Linked DNA regions of Capsicum annuum: region 2 is linked to region 1. A link is a contact called in public Hi-C data. All regions are on one chromosome and are shown on one strand. The core of a region is the stretch at or near the end of the contact, and the rest is flanking DNA. Distances in the headings are between cores, read along the strand shown.

Evidence for each region. A called contact is a pair of places that touch in the nucleus more often than the background predicts.
Region 2: a Hi-C map of leaf shows a contact between it and region 1, with 2.4 times the contacts expected there. The contact joins the enhancer-like site here to the promoter of LOC107862903 in region 1. A contact is called at or near these places in 4 of 5 Hi-C or Micro-C datasets (bud, leaf and pericarp).

The regions. Positions count from the first base shown.
Region 1 is chr3:235,586,265-235,592,911 of UCD10Xv1.1, forward strand. LOC107862903 (RNA polymerase sigma factor sigA) reads right to left here and starts at 2,826. Exons shown (of 10, transcript XM_016708613.2): 1 at 2,600-2,826; 2 at 837-1,659; 3 at 1-157. The coding sequence starts at 1,525. It overlaps LOC107862902 (dual specificity protein kinase YAK1 homolog), which reads right to left. Exons shown (of 18, transcript XM_016708611.2): 17 at 6,321-6,610; 18 at 5,526-6,130. The coding sequence ends at 6,054.
Region 2 is chr3:235,632,645-235,639,824 of UCD10Xv1.1, forward strand. It overlaps LOC107862900 (protein BOLA4, chloroplastic/mitochondrial), which reads left to right. Exons shown (of 3, transcript XM_016708609.2): 2 at 761-828; 3 at 946-1,325. The coding sequence ends at 1,099. LOC107862899 (DNA-binding protein SMUBP-2) reads right to left here. Exons shown (of 7, transcript XM_016708608.2): 4 at 5,512-6,543; 5 at 4,756-4,924; 6 at 3,601-3,758; 7 at 2,832-3,341. The coding sequence ends at 3,099. Among protein-coding and RNA genes, the nearest start is that of LOC107862899, 7.2 kb to the right of the region's middle. Within about 2 kb of position 2,462, at least 3 of the 5 cell types and tissues checked have an H3K27ac peak or open chromatin away from gene starts, as enhancers often do. A contact at or near this core is called in leaf and pericarp, where this site is marked.

The DNA of each region.
Region 1 (6,647 bases), core at 1,576-4,075:
TTGCGCAATTTTCATGACAAGACGAACATTGCTCATTGCAAGCCTTTCTCTTGCCAAGGAACACTCAATCAATGTAGATTGTAGATCAGTTCGGGACATTTTCAAGGAAATAGCAAGTTGATCATCAGAAGGCCCACATCCCAGTCTTTCCTTCAGCCTAAAGTTTTCCATGGTTTCATAGAAAAAGAGTAAGACATCATGAGCTGCTTCAAGAAATAGCATCACAAAGAAAACAAATTTTACAATCACAGCTCAGTATCCTTCCGACTCCTACGTCCTATCTTCCTCCTCACATGATTTATTAATAGGTGTTAACAGTCTAACATCGATGTGTGAGAAGATCATCCCGTTTGGAGATAAATAAGTTTATAGAATCACACAAGTAGTCGGACAATCTGAAATTGACTGTTTTTTACTTGATTAATTATTAAGATTAGTTTCATGTATATGTTTTGCTTGGACAAAAAGTTATATAGTGGGATCGGTGCAGACAGTTTTCTTTTAGTTCATTATGTTCTTATGCACTAAATTCTGTTGGTGTCAAAAGAGGTGATATGATCAACTATTAATCTCTGGTTTACACCTGAGAGAAGAGGAAAGGTGAAGGTGGATTAGGCTTGTGAAGTTACCACCAAAGGATGTAGTGTAGTGGATGGGGTTGCTCTTTCCTTAACTAGAGGTCTTGGGTTCGAGCCCCGGGGTATGGAAAAATCCTTGGTAGGGAGTGCTACCCCCAAATGGGACCTACCATGCGCGAAACCGGATAGTCAGGGCTCCAACGCGGATACGGACACTGGATGGAAAACCAAAAAAAGAAGGGCTGTGAAGTTAGTTACCTTGATTTTTGCTCTTCCACATGAAGACCAACTTGAATCTTTTTGGATAGTTGAAGCACTTCAGTGTGTGTGAGCAGCTCTTCACTTACTACACCCTTAACATAACCTTTTAAACGACTTTGAAGTAGCTCTGAACCAATAATTGATCTCGGGGTCTTGGTTGCACTGGTAGGTGTAGCTGAACTTTTTCGACCAAGAACTCTTTGTCGAGAATCCATTCTCCTCCGCCTAGCAGATGTCCCGGAACAAGTAATATGAATCTCCTCACAGTTCTTTTCATGTTCTGGAGTAGCAGTCAATGTCCCTTCAGCAGACAGATTCCATTGCTTTTCAAGCATAGACTTCTGCAGCAAGAGGAGAACCTCCATTGAAAGGTCCTCATTATCGCTTTCATTTTGCAGTTGTTCGAACTTTTCAAACCAGGACTGCACATCAGAAGAGTCAGATGCTATGTCCACATGCTCTTGAAGAGCCTTGGGACATTGTAGGTTTCGACTGGATGCACAGCTGGGGCTATAATCGGATGACTTCTTCGCAGTGATCACATTTTTAACAGGAGGTGCCTGATTGCAGGGCAAACTATGATCGCTGCTACAAGATAGCTTTTCATTAAGATCAGAATAATAGAACGAAGAGCTTAGGAGTCTTTTTCCTGCACTAAGTCCAATTACTGCTGTTGTTGCCATCATGAGGCTATCCTCTAAAAATCCAAGACCATCACACGCCGTCTAACAAGGAAGATTGAATTACAACAATATCAAGTAGTGACCAAGTTGCTGTGTTGAGTAATCACTTTCTGCAGGTAGTCCCACAAAGAAAAAATCTGTAAAAAGTAATACCAGTAGAGAGAGTTTAGTTCAACAAACAAAAGGAAAGTAAGCAGAAATTTGGACAAACAACAAATCCACGTTTTCTGAACTTTCAAAAAGTTCTATTTTTTTTGGTCTTTTTAATTTGCAAGCAGTGATTTATAATGTTAGTTTCAGTGAGCTACTTTATCAGGAAGGGAAATTAAAAGCCTCAATTAAATTGTAAAATGAAATTTCAATCCTGATACTTCACGATGTGTGAAAGTAAATATATTAACCGAAGTTGCTAAGTTGCAATCTGAATTCTCATCTATACTAGCAAATCTTTTATAAGCGTGGTGTTCGGGCTAGCTTCATTTGCTTCACTACTACATGTCGCCCTTCATTTGATTTGCAATTTTATTTTCTTTTCAATCCTAGTTTGGTTACACTTCTTTTGAGCCAAGGTCTTATCGAAAGCAATCTCTCTACTCCACAAACATAGGAGTAAGATCAGCGTACATCCTACCTCCTCAGACTCCACTTGTGGAATTAAGCTCTATATATTACTAGTATTATTATTATCGGTGGTGGTGCCCAATGCCCCAACCTCCTTGTGCGCAACTCGATTAATTCTAGAAGTATCTGATACCTCCCACCAACACACATACCGAGAACTCTACTGAAATTTGAACACAAGACCTCATGATTTTCTAATCCACTAGGCCACACTTTGGGTGCTACTACTATATAAAATTATTTTCACTAGTGTGAGCTCTTTTAAGTTGCAACAAAGCTTAAAACATGAACACTAAATATGAGGCGATCATAACGAGGTAATTAATAAATTTGTATACAAGGCGAACTTTACGAGGGGAACAGATTGTAGAACAGATTTGAGAAATGAGAGAGCAATCTCATGAAGAGGAGTGACATGAAAATGTTAAAAGTGATCATCAGTGCAAACTAACATACCTAAATCTGCGCAGACACGAGGAGCCGAGGAGCAAAGCGAAAATAATATAAGGTGACTGGCATTGCAGTGGTGGTGGAAGATGAAGAAGATGAAGAAGAAGAAGAATTGGTTAGTTTGTTGCAACAGAAATGGTAATTTTTATTTAATACTACTATTATAATTCTTTTTTTTTTTTTTTGTATTTTTCTTATTGTTGATAATATAATTGATAGGAGGAAATGAAAATAACGCGAGAGGAGATTAATAGTGAAGGGTGTATTTATTTGTTTGTTTTGGATATTAGAGATCATTATCCCATTGGTTGGAATAGATATGCGGGTCCCACTTCTTGTGGCGTACCTCTTCCTCTTCCTCTTCCGTTCTCTCTCTTTTTTCTTGTCCTTTCCATCAACAATTCTAGATTTTGCTTTGCTTGTTTCTCTCCCAAAATCTCATTTTACTTATTATTTTCGAGGATATATGTTACCACTGTATCAAATAATTTCGTTCATCAAAATTTTAGAACAGAAGGGGAAAATTATCTAATATTTTTGTATCTTTAAAAAATAAACATGAAATCTCATAATTCTCATAACTTTCAGGTCAATATAAATAAGTTATATAAAGCTCTAATTAATTGAAATGGACAATAAAAAATATTGTCGCGTGACCAACAAATTTCATACTCAAGTCATAAAATATTGTTTTACGAGTAAAAATGTGAAGTGAGATTTGCATACAATATAATAAAATTCAATTTTATTTGATTTCTCCTTAAACCTTAAACTTGACAGACTTGACTGATTTCCTTTGAAAAAAAAAAATACTTTCATCAGCTCTACTTACTTATCACCTTTTTAAGTTATACAATTTAAAAAAAAAAAAAAAATCAGATCCCACTTTATAGAAATATACTGAGTATGTTATTGTTGTAATCTTTACAAAAATATTAACTAAAAAGTAATTTTAACTAAATTACTTTGATTTATTACTATCTTTATTTAGTGCTTTTCTTTTTTATATTATATTAGTATTTTTTTTATATTTATTATTAAAAATAAAAATACAAATAAATAACTAATTATATATAAATTTTATAAAATAATAAGTATTAAGTAATATTTATTTTTAATAAGAGTGACCACTAATTAGAAAGGAAACAAATATATAGTACAACTTCTGTTATAGAAAGGGTATTGTAGTTGCCTGGCCTTGTAGATATCAAGACAACATGTTTTACCGAAAAAATAAAAGCACCGAGGATCAGTATTTCACAAATCGAGGTCCCCTCTAGCCACCTTTTATTTCGTCATCGGCTCGATGGGAGCCCCATAGTTGTTCACAATATTAATAAATAGGTCTTCCGTGTAAAAAAATAATAAATATTTTTTTTATTAGTATTAGATATTATTCATTATTCAATATATTTTTAAAAATATTTAATTTATTATGTTTAAAAGGTAATATAACAAAATTTTCTCTATCGTTCACTTCGATTAGTTTGTACGTTCACTTGTGAATCCCTTAGTGAAAATTTCGGCTCCGTCACTGCTATCGTTTATTGCTTCTTAATATATGTCATATCAATAGTCGACAACTATTGTTGGCAAATAAAGTATATTTCGAACCTGTCCAAATTTTTCAAGCTTTCGGTAAGTGTATGGGCTAAACTTCTCGAGAATTAAACTGCATAAACTGTGACAAACATTTTAAGATATATTTTTAGATATTTTTTATCATATAAATATATGAAGGATTGCAACTTACAACTTTTTTCATATCGTTCTAAATATTCAAAATTAAAATTTAAAATATTAAATTAATTTATGAAATTTAGGTTCAGATTTTAGTCAAATTGACTTTCATAAAAATGAAGTGAATAATAATTTTTAAGAGAAGATAGTAGTTTAGTTTAAACAAAATGGAATTGTATTTGATCATATATTTAATTTGAATTTTTTTTAACTACGGTTCCGTAGCCAAGTTCCCTTTTCCAAAATTATCGCTGCAAAATCCATCCATGTAAAAAAAACCCCAAAAGCATACCCACCAGATCTCACAGTGAAGTGAGGAGGTTGAATATAAGTAAACCGATGACAGGTTGTTTCCGACAGACCCTCATCTATCTTTAATTATAGGTATAATATATAAATATGATCCTAAACTTGACACTAAATTATAACATTGACCTTAAACTTTGACAGTGCATAAATAGGACCTTTAACTATTCAAAATCTGAATAAATAAACACCCTGATCCTATGTGGCAAAACGCGTGTTGTACACGCAAAATAGCACGCGTCCGAGTTGGAATTGAAGGGTTTTTTTGTTCAGCTTTTGTATAGCTAAAGGACCTATTTATGCACCGACAAAGTTAAAGATCATACTTATAATGTGTTTTTTTATTAGGTGGCACCATACAAGTGGATTAGTAATCCACGTCAGAGCAAGTGAGGTACACGCGTGTAGTTGCAAAATCGAAGTGTCTTTTTGTTCAGGTTTTGTATAGTTAAAAGGGCTTACTTGTGTACTTAAAAGTTTAACGTCAATGTTATAATTTAGTGTCAAGATTACGCTCCTATTTATGCTTTAATTATATACCGTTTAACTTATGCTTCATTAAATTGGTTGATATATTCCTCCTCCTTCACTGCGATATTGACACATTCAGTCTACCTTTGGTGTGATGATGTCTTTTCTATGCCTTGAAATATGCATTCCACTTGTCACAATTAATCACAAGAAACTTATATCGAGATGCGCAGGATATATTATTGATATGGAAAACCAAAAACAGATGGTAGTAATCTTATTTTGATTTTATGCTAATCAAATGGAAAAGATCATTGATTACAACAAACACTGACATCCACTACAACCGTCATATTTATTTATAGCTTCGGCAGTGAACATTGATTTATATTTCTGTGAATGACGTGACACTCAATTAAGAAACACAAATCCCAAGCTTCTTCACGTCATTCCATTTAATTTATGAGCAGTCACATTGATCTGTTAAGAGGATATTGAAATAAATATCCAACTTACAAGGAATCAAGATCCCTGGTTTTAGGTTACAGACACATTGCTAACAAATAAACCTTAAAACTATCATTCACCACCCTACTCAACACAACCAAGCTTTGTTCAAATAAATAATTATAATTCCCTGGAGCACCGATACTAACAGGCAAACCGGTTGGAGTTCTCTTGCAATGAACTACATCCAGGGAGCTGACGTCCATATCTGTTAGCCCTTTGGAACCGGAGGAAAAAGCTGAATTCAAGATCCCGGAGATCAAGCATGGCGATGACAGGAAGGCGTGACCAGATAGATCATGGTGGCGTTAAACCATTAACATGTAATCAAGCACTACAAAATGACATTGATGGGGATTTGTAACGCAAGTTTTACCACTTTTTCCACTTGTCTGGTCTGCTCTTTGCACTAACCCCCGATGAAGGCTACAAAAAGTTAGACAATCCTTTTGTAATCTTTTCTTGTCCGGGAAGTTGGTGGAATGTTTGGAACAGGATTGCTGCCTCTACGTCCTACAACAGCACAAAGGTTGTGGTTGGAACTTTGGAAACATGTCAAAACCTATCCAACCAACTCTTTAAGAGTTTGATTTGAAAAATGAAATCATGAGCAAGGAGAAACGCTTTAACTCTAGCGGATGCAACTAAATACAAAAGGAGAAAAGAACCAAACCCAGAGTAGAAGAGACTAGTGAATCTTTACCCCATGATGCACCATTCCTTGCAGCAGAAAGTGAAGTATCCGCATTATATGTAGAATAAGATGACTGCACCTTGGCATGACTTTCATTGTAATGAATACCTGTTGCTCTCCCCTGGTTAAATCGATGGAGAGGTGGCTGCTGTCCTAAGCGGCTTGGAGAAATTTGTGCAAAATGAGGCGTCAAATATGATGGATTTGCCATGGTGTGCATATATCCACCATGCAGCTCATGACCTGAAGGAGGGCTTCCTACCTCTCCCGTTAAAAATGCTTGAGTTTGCCCCATAGGTCTAAATCATGCAAGAAATAGTGAAAAAACAGGGAAGC
Region 2 (7,180 bases), core at 1,212-3,711, 46 kb after region 1:
CCCCTCCTCTATTCTTCTCCACTTAAATGCCGAACTTAGGTTGGTTGGTGCAGGACAAAATTGTGACCTAACAAGTCCTTCAACCTATGCCGATTGAGCTATACGCCAGGGCATTTATAATCAACTAAACCAAAGTGGCTCATTGTTAACTCCTCTTTTCCCTCATAGTAAGTTTCCGCAAACTGTTCGATGCAGTACTAGTGGTTCGTATTTATACTTAATCATAATCATATACAACAAAGTACAGAATGCTGCTTCTTTCTGGCATATATTAGCTCCTACTTTAACTAAAACATGGCAACAAATGCTTAATCACATCATGTCCACAATTTGAGTTCTGGTAAAGATCTTCTCTTCCTTCTCTTTTGCAATCAATTTCGCTGCAACACCCACTGTTGTATCTAATTGTCCACCTTTTTTGGGTGAGATTTCTATGCAAGTACGCCTGTGTCCAAGGGCATAGCAATTGAAGTAGATTCTTCTTTATTTATGAAATTCCATTCACAAATGGCATTATACTTTTGATATTTGATCTTTTTTTTACGTTTTTTTCATTCTTGTCATGGTTACATAATTAAGGCTGTGGCGTAAGATTACTTTAATAAGGGTTGCAGAACTCGCTTTTAGCTTAATGCTACGTTTGGCTGTACAGATTCCATCCTCCTGTAATATCTGTGTGGATATTACATTCATGTCTTTCATGATAGTGTCACTTGCATCAATATTAATGTCTGGTTGAGATTTAAATATATGTCAACAGATCAAGGAACAGTTGAATGCGGACAGAGTCGTAGTGAAAGATGCTTATGGTGATGGTCGGCATGTCAGGTGAGGTTACTTCTCTAGTAGATGGTGCATTGGACGGGAATACAAAGCTGGTTTACTTAATCAAGTGGCGAACCTATTTGTTGCTATTCTATAGTCATTTTTTTGCTCTCTTTGCAGCATTGATGTAATCTCTTCAGCTTTTGAGGGACAATCTGCTGTGAATAGGCAGAGGATGGTCTACAAAGCCATATGGGAAGAACTTCATAATGTTGTGCATGCAGTTGACCAGATGACTACCAAAACACCAACCGAAGCAGCTGCAGGGAAGTGACTAAGGCGCAATCTACTAGTATCAAAACACCATCTGAGTCAACTACTTTATTTTCAAATCCCAAAACTTTTCAATTGATATCATCATATATACAGTTACGATGAATAAAAGAGAACAATGAATGATGTCAAGTATGTCAACTTTGAAGTAGTATTGCTTAGCATTGTTTGTTAGAGACAGTGCATTGAATACCTGCCATTTTGGAACAACAGTTCATTTTTTAAAACCTAGTGCCTGTCCAAAGGAAGAACAGTTCAAGGGCTTAATACCATGGATAGGGTGACATACTGATGAGAAACAAGTGCTTCAAGAAATTGGATTTCACCATTTGCTCAGTATATATATATATATATATTTACAGAATTTTGGAGGTGGAAGGATATCAGTTTTTTGTGGTGCATCCTTTTCATTTAATTTAAATTTTTGGGCAAAATAAATCAATATTATAGGAGTATTTGAAGTTAGTAATCGCATACCATAGAGTCATTACATTTAATGCTGCTTCTAACATTTACTCCTAAATATGTCTGCCTTGGAACAACGGACAAACTACATAATGGATTATTATTTGTGTCTTGGCAGGTTGAAACTTGCAGCATATTAGCACTACGTAAATTATTTATCATTTGAAAATACTACTACTATTTTAGTATTGAATTAGACTAAAAAAGACAAATTTCTTATCTTTTCGGGAAGTTAGAACTCAGATTGTTTAGGCACAGCTAATACGTACTCGTGAAACACAATTTTCTTGATGCTTACATTTGTCAAACTGTGACGATAACAATAATAGAAAGGCAGAGTGAGTCTGACAATACAACACAATTTGGCTTGCTTAAAAAGCAAATGAACAAGAAAAAAATTGCGTTTCAAAAACTATAAAATGTATCTACTCAAAATTTAAGTCATCAGCTTTGAGAGTCCAATAAAAATGGTTATATCAAACACGTTAGCCGTCACTGAACATTAGGGATCGTTAGGTGGGGTATATAAGAATAGTATTGAATAGAGTGTATTAGAAATGTTGGAATTATTTCTTATTCATTGTGTGATTTGATTATATTAAAAAATAGCATGCATTGCATAATTTCGAAAAAAAAATACTCTCTGTCTTTAATAGATTGAAAACACTACCAAACAAGGAAATACATAATACCAACAACTAATTTGTGTATTAGTTTCTCTCATGCGTCCAATCAAATGACCTTTAATTAGAGACACTGCAATGGAATACGTCTTGTGAGATATAACTAAACCTCGCCGTTGATTAGGATATTATTTGTTGTTATAAAGAACATACAATATAATATAACATGGAAAACCGGTTCCAAAGAAAACTTGCCATTTGCAATGTAGTTGTTACAACTGTTATAAAGAGGTCTGTTTAACATCCCTTTTCCATTCCACTGCCTTAATTGCTTACGCTGCATGCAGAGAAGTAGCTTTCACAAGATATGTGCAAAGTACAGATTTATTTTGAAAACTTGGTGACCATGAGACGATAAGAGATTTTAATGTGTTACTTCTCATTCGAAATTGATGTTTACTTTGCATTATTTTCAAGTGGTGTTTGACCTATTGGAAATATTTTTTTCTTTCGGAAAAAAATTCCTTATGTACATATATCCAACAGGTACTTCACATATATGAACTAGTCCTGAAGTGAATGAATATTGATCCCTGTTTAAACAAGATCTTCATGCTGATTCAAATACAAGGAAAATCATTAACATGAGCTAAACAATCAAGAATCGTATAGACATTGGAGCTGTATGAATATATATACATTTACACTTTTCACAAAGTTGTTCTTTGAATTATATATACAAATGAAAATTACCCCGTGTTTGTCCTTTTGGCCAAAAATCTAAATTGCTTGAAGCACCTAAATATATAATCTGTAAACCGAACCAGACCAACAACGTATCTGAGAGCTCACCCAGTCAGCAGAGGTTGGATGGAAGCATCGAAAATTTGGTGTTGTTGAACTCTTTCAAAGTTAACCGGTAGTAGGCAACATTGGATCCATACCAAGGCCAAATTCCCAGAAGCTGCCAGGTTCAACATGCTTTACTTTGCCAAAATATCTAATATGACGAAGCAGCCTGGCTAAATATGTGTTGTGGCATATAGTTGAACTGTCACAGACGACTGCTACATGCTTGCTCGCCCTTGTTATTGCAACATTCATTCGCCTGTTGTCTCCCAAAAAGCCAACGGCCCCCAAATTGTTTGATCGAACCTGGACATCATCAAGCAAAATTATACAAGCATGCACTTATATATCCCCACTCAAATAACTTAGTATATAGCAATCGAGCATCCAAACAGATACTACTGTTTTTTCACTAGTTATATCGGAGGATATGAGATTTCAAATCCCTTAATTTGTAACTTTGATTACTTAAAGGATACTTATCAAGGCAGAGATTAGAACAAAACGAAAGAGCCATCCACAGAAGCGTGTCAAAATGTTACACATCAGTAGAGTGACAGCTTACCATGGATATAATCACAGCATCTGCTTCACGACCTTGGAAGCTATCAATAGTTGCAACATCAACGCCAGTAGCCATTGGAATCTCATCAATCTTGTCTCGAAGTAGTTGCACTTGAGCGACATAAGGAGACTGTACAGCAATGGCTGCAGGAGGAACACCTGCAGAAGATAATTGGTACTTAAACTGATCTATCCTGATGATATATGAAGCAACAAATGTTGAAAAGACATACTAATTCTCCAAAGTAAGTAAAAAACTTTCCTCCATCTCACATGATAAGGATGCCTTCATAAGCTCATCCAAGATACGTGGATGAAGAATTATGAACATGCCGAGAAGGAAAGTTTATGTCGATTCAGTCAGCAGAAGATATTAGAAGGAGAGAAATTATATCCACGAATATCTTGAGCTTATTGGAAGTGTAATACTACTGATTAACTCTTTCATTCAGCTAAGCATTGGAGGTGTCATAAGCATCATCCATATAAACTAATCAACTGAAACATGGCTCTACTGAGTACTGAAGACACTTCCTTCTAGGGAGATGTAGAGGCATAGACATGAAAGGAACGGCCTTCTAGGAACAAAGGAATAACCATCTAAACAAGGTTAAAGGTCTTCCTTTAGCTTCTGAAAGAATGGCGGATTTGGCGTGATACATATAAAAATGTCCTGGTTAAGTAGCTTTTTGTCAAACAGTTCTTCCAGCCATATGGAAGGGGAATTAAAATAGTTGGGTATATATTTCTCTAAAACCTTTTTCATTAAGCTTAACTGCTGTAAAAGAATGGGATTAACGTACAAAGGAACAAAAAATCAGTCATTGGCATTGAATTAGAGAGAAATGTGCAGTTCCAATTGAGATTTCACGAGCTCTTACTTTCAGCACACACTTGGTATAAGTTATAACCAGAGAATACAAAGTTGTCATCAGTCCATCACCAGGAGTCCTGCTAAGCCAGGCCATTCTGGTGGATGGACAGGATACATGCAAGATATTTAATAAGTGATTTCAATAAATGCATACTTTGTTCAGTCGTCGCTTGAGCCACAAAAACACTCATCATGGAAGTTTCATTTATGACTACTTTCAGGAAAATTAAAGGACATATCAATTATCATTTGCAGAGAAAACGAAAATTAAAGAGCACATACCAGCATAAATTAAACTGAATACATGTTGAACAACAATATCTGCTTCCCCTTCATTGTAAAAGGAGCCAGTGCCAGCAGGGTCCAGATGCTCTTCACAACCAACTGATAAGCTTCCGTAAGGCATTCTCGTATCAAGCAATAACAGCGGACACTGTGTAATCCATGTGGGCTGAATGCAGAAATTAGAAGAATTAAAATCATCAAAAGGAATGCTTTCTGTAACCATGTACTTGTTAGTAAAACGATATGCTTAAGTTTCGAACAAGCAAATATCCCTGACTAAGATTGTGAGGCAGTGTCAAGAACAATCAAATGCAGCACCTAGCACATGTCGAAAATGGCAACTCTACAAGAAAAGGGTTCAACAGCAACTTTATTTCTAAGCATAGTATGTGTTGCGTACCAAAATCAATTAACAAGATGTTGAGGAGAGACATTCAAATTTATAGATGAAACTACAGAATATCCGGTAAGACACTATGTGAATTAGGAGTTTAGACCAAAATACTATTTAAGGGTTTAAACTTAAGATTAGGTGTTAGGTGTTCATACAGTTCCATGATATCAAAGAGGTCAAAACTCAAGAGTCTCAAGTCTCATGGCTGCCACAACAAGAATCATTACACCTCAATCTCAAAGAAAGGAGCCTACGTCCTCTTTTGGACTTGTGGGAAGAACAAACTAATAAGGTATCAGAATTCAAATCGTAAGTTATATGTGTAGTGAAAATGGCATGCAATGGTAAAGAGTTCATACCTTGACAAATGGAGAATCCACCAGTAGATGAGAAGCAACAGTTGGAGATGATGTTAAAGATCCACCATACATCTCCTTTGAAGCCCAGCTAGCTATCGCATCATTCATTCTGTACTGTGTTGTTAACTTTGTCGACAGCATCCCGTCATGCAAAGTCGCTGCCCTCTCCAGTAGTGAAACTCCAAGACCACCTTCTAAGGCTTTCCTAGAAAGAATAACAGGAGCAAGCTGGAATTGATCTCCTGCAAGAATACAACGCTTTCCGAGCAATATTGGTATCCAAGACGATGGTTCAATTGCTTGGCCAGCTTCATCTATAATAACCAAATCAAATGCATCCAGCCGTCTTATTAGTGGATCAGCTGCCCCAATATTAGTTGCAAGCACAACGTGAGCAGTTGATAAGATTTCTTTCACAGTTTCCTTCTCTTTCTTCTTGATGGACTTCCCAAGCTGTTTCAGAAGTTGACGTATACCAGCAGCTAAAGAGTCATCCTTAAGACAATACCTCAGGTCCTTTCTAAGATCTGACTTCTTCCTCTCAATTTCTGCTAGGAAATCAGACAGCTTGTTATTCACAATTTCAGCCAAAGATTTTGAAGCTACAGAAGAGGATATTCGTGCAGGATTTCCAACCCGAACAATGTTAATTCCAATATCAGACAACTTTTCAACCATGTTGTCCACAGCTGCATTTGTCGGTGCAGTTACAAGCACCCTTTCACCTTGTTTTACAGCAAGAGAAATCAATTCCTTCAGCAAACCAGTCTTCCCTGTGCCAGGAGGCCCTTGAATTATCATTATAGGCCGATTCTTGTTTAAACCTAATGCAATTGCTTTTCTTTGGGAAGCATCAAAAGATTTTTTGTTTGTAGAATCAGGAAGTTCCACTTCGGCCCAATCTGCCATGTCATTCTCCTCAAGCCACTTAAGGTCTTCATTGTCTCCAAAAAGTGTAGCTACCACCGCTACTGAAGGATTTTTCTTCCGAAACCCTTTCTTCTGAAGCATCATTAAGGCTTCACAATTGCGCTGCCAAAAGGAAAGGGGTGAATACCACATTCTAAGACAGACTATGGTCTCAAACCCAATGAGAACCCAGGAATTCTCAAAAAAATGATGTGGCCTTTTATTTCAACAGAATAAATGTTCTAATCTATCACTAACTTTGTAAAGCAGCAAGAGTTCTTAAACATTTTTATATAAAATTACTCTTTCTCAATCTGAATAATATTCATAGAGGACAGTACTTATCGTAAAGCACTCTGCAACACCTATCAAAAAACTAATGCAACAAAAATAAAGGGCCAAATATGAAAATCAAAGTAGTTTTTTCTTTTTTTTTTTAGTTGTTTGAACGAAACTTATAGTTGTTTCAACTACAGCTCTTACTCCACAAATTGTTCTTGTCAACTGAAAGAGTGCAAAAAGTCATCTTCCGTACTAAGACAACACATTACCGGAAATCCTATGGTGATAAAGAAAAATATAGAGTAACCACAAGATAATGAAGAACTGCTTATTTACCAATGGTAATATACAACTTACAAAAAATAATGGTTATATGCAAGGCGGGCAGGAATTAGTTTCAAGACCTTAAGGGTCTGGAAAGCTTCAGTGACTCTTCCAATTCCTTGATAAGGTCATACCTTAATTACGACAAAGGGAA